Linked DNA regions of Mus musculus: region 1 is linked to region 2. The links are chromatin contacts, called in public Hi-C maps. All regions are on one chromosome and are shown on one strand. The core of a region is the stretch at or near the end of the contact, and the rest is flanking DNA. Distances in the headings are between cores, read along the strand shown.

Region 1 (4,092 bases), core at 1,095-3,594, 140 kb after region 2:
CCAAAGACTGAGAGTCTTGGACACTGTCAATCAATCTGTGTCAGTCAGTCTAGCACTGGCGTCATGGTTTCTGGTGTCATGGTCATTTCAGCGTGCTGGGCTGTCCTCAACAATGGAGGATATTTCAGACACACACAACCTCAGCCTATACCTGCTAGACATCAGGAGCAACCCTACCCACTGCCCACTGTAACAACTCAAATTGCCTTCGAGTGTTTCATGATCACTGTAGTTGTGAACCATTGGGTTGATACTCCTACGTGTTTGCCTTAAGTTAGAGTTTTATGGCTGTGAATAGATGCCATGACCACAGCAACTCTTAGAAAGGGAAACATCTAAAGGTTCAGAGGTTCAGTCCATTATTGTCATGCTGAGAGGCAAGGTCCTGTGCAGGCAGATGTGGTGCTGGAAAGAGAGCTGAGAGTTCCACATCTGGATCAGCAGGCAGCTGGAAGAAAGAGTGACACTGGGCCTGGCTTGAGCTTTTGAAACTTCAAAGCCTGTGACACACTTCCTCCAACAAGGTCACACCTACTCCAACAAGACCACACCCCCAAATATTGCTACTCCATACAAGCCTATTGGAAGTCATTTTGATTCAAACCACGATGCTCAACAATGTTTGACAGACCTTCCTGCCCCTGAAAAGCAGGAGGAAGCTCACCCGGAGAGAACCAATTCATCACATGAAGTCCCAGGCAGCCCTTGATGGGGTCTGTGGGAGGCATATGCTCATTGGAGCCACTGCCAGTGGGGACGGATAGGGACTTCCTGTGCGCCCTCCCTTCTCTGACCCTTTCTCAGCAGCTGCAAGAGGAGCCACCAAGAAAAGCTTCTGTGGGTTAGTTAACAGCTGCAGGGCTGTCTTTGCCTCATTAGAGCATGCTGGACAAAGCCCACTGGAAGCTTGGAATGCCTACCATGTTGAAAAGCTCTCAGCTGCCATTTTTGTCTTCTCAAGCCCTGGGATGCTGGTCGTGAGCTTCTTGAAGACCAGACATGGTTCATGTTAAGAGAGAATGACTGGTTAGACACTAGGTGATTTAGAAAACCTTTATCCTGGGGGGCCATGCTCTGCCCCCTAAGATCCCAGCATGCCCAGTTCATTTCAGTTGGTGTTCGTTCAGTTAGCACATTTTGCCTAATGATGCTCTTTTTTTTAACTTCCTATTTTTGTATGTTTTGAGTGTGTGTGTGTGGTATGTGTGTGTGTGTGTGTGTCTGTGTGTGCATGTGTGTGTGTCTCTGTGTATATGTGTGTGTATATGTGTGTGTGTGCACGTGTGTGTGTGTGTGTGTGTGTGTGTGTGTGTGTGCGCGTAGGCCAGAGGAGCATGTCCAACATCTTTTGTTACTGCTCTCCTCCTTTTCCCAGTGAAGGCTGGGTCCAGATCATTAACCCGGTGTGTGATCTGGCATAAGGCAAGCAAAGGAGGGTGGTGCTCATGGCTGCCTTGTCCATCTCCTATCCTAGGTCTCCCTCTTCTTCTCCTCCTCCTCTTCCTTCTCCCTCTTGTGCATAAATAACTGTGAGAAGAAAACACTTCTCTTCAACCCTGTATCCCCTGCCTGACTTATGGCCTTCAACATTGCTGGCTCAGCTGAAGCTATAAAGAGACCCCAACCTTGGCCTCCTCTGCACATTACAGTATAAAACAGACACCCTAAACCCAGTTTTCCCACTCATTGAGTTCTTCCCTTCCTTAAAAATGATGGAAAGGGTCCTTCTTGGGTCATAAAAAATATGGCTCAAAACCCCAGAACATCTGGCCAGAGCTCATTGTTGAGCAGGACCTTTCCCAAGGACTTGCTGGCTGCCAGACACCTCCAAGGGAGCCTGGAGGCCCGAGGGCCCTGCAGCAGGGCCAGAAGGAACCGGAAATGCCTTACAGACATGTGTTCTCCTGAACACCAGAGGGATCCGCTGAAATTTAGGATCACAAAGTCCCCAAATGACGCAAGGGTACTATCATGCAGTCCCAGGTCCTTTTGGGGACACTGGGACCTCATGCAAGTGTCCAGTTTCTATAAGGCCCTACAGCATAGGGACAGAATGTCCACACCACACAGTAGAGTATGTAAGAGGAAAGGTATGTAGCCCATAGAGCAGAGGGCCAGGCTTTGATACGTGGTAATACTCTCTGACACATTGCAACAGACTGGACACACAGTGACAATCAACAAACAGTGTCCCAGCTCTGACAGGTCCTGCTCTTTGCTCCAGCCACAGGGTTTGAAAAGACTTCCTCTGCAGAAAAGGGGGACCAGCCAAAGAACTCTGGAAGATTCTCTGTGCATGGAAACTTCTAGGCTCTGCAAAGGGAAGGTATTTCATTTGTGAGGCAATAGCACCCTCTGGGGCCAGACAGAAGCATTACCTCTGGAATATTCTCTGGGTCTTCAGAGCTCCTGAACCTAATATAAATCTAATACAAGTAATATTAAATATAATAAAGTGACTGGCCCTATAAATAATATTATATTAAGTATAATATAGTGAGTGACCATACCTTGAGCAGGGCTGTTTGAAGACGTCAACGCAGCCAAAGGACCCTTGTTTGTGTTTTGTGGTTCTGGTCCCTCCATTTCTGGCCCCAGCTGCCACTCCTTGGGAATTTTGGATGGTGGGGTTTAGAAGTGTCACAATGGAGGTTGACCCCTGACCTCCTCTTGGACTTTGATCTGAGGAATCCCTTCCTGCAAAGTGAGGTTACTGACATATCTGTAAACTTAGTTTTGTGCTCAGTGGCCACCTGCACTTCCGGGGGCTGCGGCTGGACCTTAGCGTTGTTACCTCATCTCCTTGGACGTTTGGGTGATGTTTGTTTTGGACAACTCCAACACGTTGGGCTCTCCTGGAATTTGGTTCTTCACTGGTTCCTGAGGAGTCGAGGTTGAATAACTGAAAACAGCAGCTAACTGTCTCATCCTGAGGCCAGCAGGGCTTTCCAGAGAGCCCTTTGTCACTGGAGAGGTCACTGGAATGGACATTGGAATTCTGGGGCTCATAGGAGGTGCAGTGGTCGTGTGAGAGTTAGTTGAGTGCAGAATCGATGCTCAGACTAGTGCAGCGTCAACAAGCCCACTGCCGGGATCTACTTCCAGCACACTTCCTCTGATGTGACCTAAGCATTATTCATTGGACCCCACAGCATTTCCCTCTCCACACTGCCATTCCTCAGAGAAGGCACTGGCCCGCCATCGCGGTCCCACCCCACCATAGCAATGCAAGCACTAAACACTGCCCTTCCGGGTCAGCAGCAGGGGTCAGGCCTCCAGAGCCTGTACCCCTTGTTCCTGTGTCGCCTCGAAAGTCACAGGGTGAGGGTGCTAGTGCTCTGTAGCCTTTCTCTGCTGCTCCGGGGTTGCTCCCAGGCCTCAGACACCTCCTCAAGGATCCAGGTGACAGCCTTGCGCCTACCTGCTTTCTGCGCTCCGTGATGGCTGTCAGAGAACGCCTGCGTTAATTAGATCTCCGATTAGATGGCACATTAAGTAATTATCCCAGGGTAGATCCCAAGTGAAGTCTATTTAAAGTGGGTGCCTGAACTCGTGAATGAAAACAGGGGTGAGTCACGCTCTGTTACACCACGCAGAACCCGAAAGGCAGCGCAGCAGCAACAGGAGTAACTGCGGGCGGTTCTGCCTCTCCCTTTCCTCGCTCAGCAACGCCCCAAGCACTCTTGGCCTAAAATCTGGTACCCAGACTGCTTGTGGCTGGGGAGTGGTGTGCCATCCTTCCTCGACTTCATGCAAGGAAGAGGCAGTATAGTGCCCATGTTGCAGATTCAAAAACTAAGGCAAAACACTGGAAGTGGAAGAATACGGTTCTAAACCAAGGCTCTGACTGAGCTGCAGCCCTGTGGGCGGGCTCACCTCTGGCCGCGCATGGCCAGCCAGTGGGCCGTCATATGTCTATGAAACATCTGCTCACATCCAGCATCTTACCTCATATGGTGTCGTTCAATGCTCTCATATGTTGGCTTTTTGCATTGGGCCAGTTTTTGTGCCCATTTAACAGATAGGGAAACTGAGGTCAGGGGAGGAAAAAGCCTTCTCCAGGGTCCTACAACAAGGAGCAGCAGAGCTAAG
Region 2 (4,048 bases), core at 1,420-3,919:
CACTGAATGGAGAACTCTCTTAAGAGCTCTAGTCAAGATCTTGAAACTGACTAATTTACCCAAAATGGTCAAAGGTCTAATCCAGACTTGAACTTGTGGCCAGAAAGTTGTGTCTTCTTTGTGTCAGCTTCCCAGATCTCAACTGCATCCTATGTTAAAATTTCAGACTCATGGGGTTACAGAGGACCCACCTGAACCAAACGGGGAGCAGGGCCTGCGAGAGACACTACTAGGTGTAGCTGTAAGGGAGCGAGATGAAGCTGGCGTGGACAGTAAACAAGGCCAACCAATATGGCCTTCAAGGTGACTGTTAGTAAGTCCGTGGCTGTTTTGTCAGTGGTATCGCTAGTGGGGTCCAAGGGGTGGAGGGAAGACCAATTGGTCCGTGTTCCCCATCACAGACCTCCAAGTTATTTACAGTACAAGAGAGTAGGGATAAAGCTTTTGATAGCCCAAGGCAGAACTTCCTAAGTCTCTCTAGATCATCCAGTTCCCAGAAATAGATGGCTAGCTTGGTGAAATTCTTTCTACTACTTTGTCAGAATATATTAAGTGTTTTGCTAATTTCCCCAGATTCTGAAGGTCGATTTCCAAAAGACGATGTGACTCTCTCTTCCCAATGCCAACTCTCTGGTGATAAGCATCACTCTGTCAGGGACACTGCAGTCAGCTGGTCCCTGGCACTTTCTTCTGGCCTCCTCACCTGGTTTTGTGGTCCATTCACTAGAGTTCACCCCTGTTTCCAGGAGTTGGTGGCAGGCAAAGCAGCTTTGTGATTTTACCACACCACCAAATCATCTGAGCCACGAATGAGTTACATCATGTTCCAATTCAGATTACTTCTCTTTGATTTAACAAAATTAATTTAGAAAGGAATGTTCTATCTCTACCACACAAGGAAAGCCAGCATTGATTGCCATAAATAAACAATGAGCACACAATTAAGAGTAGAGTACAATGTCATTAAGTCCCAGCTGGACTCCAGTCCTGCCCAGAGCCCAGCCACTGACTGCTCTCCTTGGCCACAGAGAGAGTAGTGCTGGCTAGAACATTATTGAGAACGGCCCCACTGTTCTTTTGGAACAGCAACAAGAGCAGAATAGGAAAGAAAAGGCCTCTGGAATTTCTACAATGTATCCAAGTCACTTTAAAGACCAGAGTGCATTGCGGCACAGGACTTTAATCCCAGCACTCGGGAGGCAGAGGCAGGCGGATTTCTGAGTTCGAGGCTAGCCTGGTCTACAAAGTGAGTTCCTGGACAGCCAGGGCTATACAGAGGAAACCCTGTCTCGAAAAACCAAAAAAAAAAAAAAAAAAAAAAAAAAAAGACCAGAGTTCTGCCTCCCCTGAGGGCCACCTGCCTCCTCTCTGCCCTCTGTACAGTGTCTTTTACTCTTAACCCTGATTCTCCACCTTTAACCTTCCTTATCTCAGCTGGAGTGAAGACCCAGGGCACACGTCCATCCAGGCAGTGTTTGCTTTGGCCACACCCACAGAGACCAGTGAAGACAACTGGGCTGTCAGTGCCCTCGACGATGGCAGATGGGTATTTTAATGGCAAGGAAAGAGAGAATAATAGATACTTCTCTTGACCTGGTGAAATCCAAGATGATTGTTAGGAGGTGGCACCTTGGAGGTGTCAGGTGGTAATAGCTAACCGGAGCACCGTGGCCTTCTACCACAATCCACCATTAAAGAAGAGCCATCCATGAGCCATGATAGACACCGGACATACTTGGACGTCCAAGACCTCAGAACTGGGAGCAGTATCTTTCTGTGTATGAGCCTTCAGTCTAAAGTGTCTTGCGACACACAGCAGTTCAAACCAACTGGCCTTTAGCTGGACTCCTTGGAGGCAGGGGCATTAGTCTCTTTCTACTTACCATCTGCTTTCTCATTTGCTGTGAGGCCTCAGTTTCCCTTCACATAGGATTCCCCATGGGACCACTTTGCCTGACTGGTTGGGGCTTCTTCTAATGACAAGTGTACCCCTTTCATGGCTTGCCTCATGAGAGCCACCTGGGCCACCTCTTTGGATTCTACTTTTTAGAATGCCAATCATTAGAAATATTGGCAGGGGGAGGAATGGCTTTGAAACCCACATTTTATGACAATAGTCAAAGGTTTGTAGACTCATTAAACTACCGCAGTGCCCTGAAAAGCAACACTTGTATGACTTTTGGAGAGAGGCCCCTCACTAAAGGGGCCAGTGAGGAAATAGGGCTCCCCCGAAACCGCTAACTCACGTTGAGTGGAATCTTTGTGACTTTGCTCTGGTCCTACAGCCCCACCTGTCACTTAGATCTTCCAGAGTCAGGGAGCTGGCTCGGGCACCCATGAATCAGAAGAGTAAAGTACACCCAGGGCCGTGGCACAAGGGCCCTCGGCAAGGGTAAGACCATTGGTGAATAGAACTTTTCCTTTAGACTGACTTCAAAGGAACAAGAAGCCAGCAGCCCTTCTGTGCAGCCCTTTCATGGTCTTGGTGCTCTTGGGGTGGGGGTGAGGTTGCTTTGGGCTGGGCAGGGGGTTTCAAGTGTGAGTCTATGTGTAAGTGAGCAGTGTGAGCACCGGCAGAGTGTGGCCTTCAAGCAGCTGTTCGGGCCTTCACCCTACCCCATCCACCCACGGGGAGCGCGGCGTCCCCGCCTCTCTCTACCCCTGGGTAAGCCTGGGGCGAATGCGCCTCTGGTCAGCTCCCCCCCTGCGCTTGCAAAGCGACCCCCGTGAGCCCCGGGTTCAAAGGCCCAGCGCGGCAGTTCCAGCCCCTCGGAGGGGCGGGGAGGCGAAGGGGGTGGTGCGGGAGCCAGAAAAGCCTGAGCCACAGCCGGCCAGCCCTGCGCAGGGATGGGCAGCGCGCTCTGAAAGTTCGTGACCGCCTCAGCCAAGTAACTCTGAGCCGGGACGCGCAGCTCAGGCAGCGACAGGACTCGAAAGCTGTAGCCAGTCTCACTACCCTTTTGCGGTCACAAGCGGCCACCCTCCAGGCCCGGTGCTCCCGCGCCTGATCGGGGTTCATGGAGCCGGGGCTGTGGCTCCTTCTCGGGCTCACAGTGACCTCCGCTGCAGGTAAGCGGGAGGGGCGGGGCGGCGCTCCTCTCCACGCGGGAGTGCACACAAAAGGAAGCCAGGCGCGGGTCTGTGTTGCGGGGAAGCTGATAAGTCTGGCTTTACACCCTGAAGTCTCCCAGGGGCGGGTAGAAGGGCCTGAAGACATAGCGATAACTTCCACTGGGTCTGGGGGTTTTCAGTTTGGGAGACTTTCTTTGGGCACTTTTCAGAGACTATACAAAAATTTTTTTGAGTTTTACCCAGTGAAGAACAAATAGCTTTCAGATTTCACAGGGACTGCAATAACTCTCAAGTTTTTACTGAATGTGCACGGAGCTTTGTAAACTTTTTAAGGCATTTGGCTTAGTTTGGAGACTTGGGGAAAATGCAACCAGCCTCCTCCAGACATTGCAGAAGTTTGGTTGAGTCTCATTCTGGTTTGGGGGGCGGGGTAGTGGGTGCCAAGAACTCTGTGTCAGCAGCTTAGGAGCCCTTCAATCCTCCTCCTGCAGGACTTGTGCCTTGCCCCCAGTCTGGGGACTCTGGCAGAGCCAGTGTGTCCCAGGGTCCCCCTGAAGCTGGATCAGAGAGGGGCTGTGAAGAGACTGTGGCTGGCCCTGGTGAGAGGATTGTGTCCCCAACAGTTGCACTGCCTGCACAGCCTGAAAGCGCTGGGCAGGAACGGGCACCAGGCAGGTCTGGGAAACAAGAGGACAAGGGGCTGCCTGCACACCACCGCCCTCGCCGCTGCACGTGCTTCACTTACAAGGACAAGGAGTGTGTCTACTATTGCCACCTGGACATCATCTGGATTAACACTCCTGAGTGAGTTGGCCTAGGGGTTTGGGGGAGGAGTGTGGCTCTGTGCCAGGCCTAAGGCTTCAGGGGTTTTTGCTCAGACCTCAGCCCACCTCATTCAGATCCCTGAATCTACCACAGTGCAGCATTCAGCTCCTGCAGTGGCTCCAGGCAGCATGACTCCTATCACAGGCCAGGG

What was found. Hi-C and Micro-C count contacts between places; a contact is called where the count stands out from the background.
Region 1: a Hi-C map of uterus shows a contact between it and region 2, with 3 times the contacts expected there. The contact joins the enhancer-like site here to the promoter of Edn3 in region 2. A contact is called at or near these places in 3 of 484 Hi-C or Micro-C datasets (muscle stem cells, nephron progenitors and uterus) and 1 of 9 other capture datasets (adipose tissue).

What each region holds. Positions count from the first base shown.
Region 1 is chr2:174,898,482-174,902,573 of GRCm38.p6, forward strand. No RefSeq gene overlaps it. Among named protein-coding and RNA genes, the nearest start is that of Gm40017, 18 kb to the right of the region's middle. Within about 2 kb of position 2,345, at least 21 of the 459 cell types and tissues checked have an H3K27ac peak or open chromatin away from gene starts, as enhancers often do. A contact at or near this core is called in muscle stem cells and uterus, where this site is marked.
Region 2 is chr2:174,757,950-174,761,997 of GRCm38.p6, forward strand. Edn3 (endothelin 3) reads left to right here and starts at 2,670. Exons shown (of 5, transcript NM_007903.5): 1 at 2,670-3,069; 2 at 3,564-3,876. The coding sequence starts at 3,018.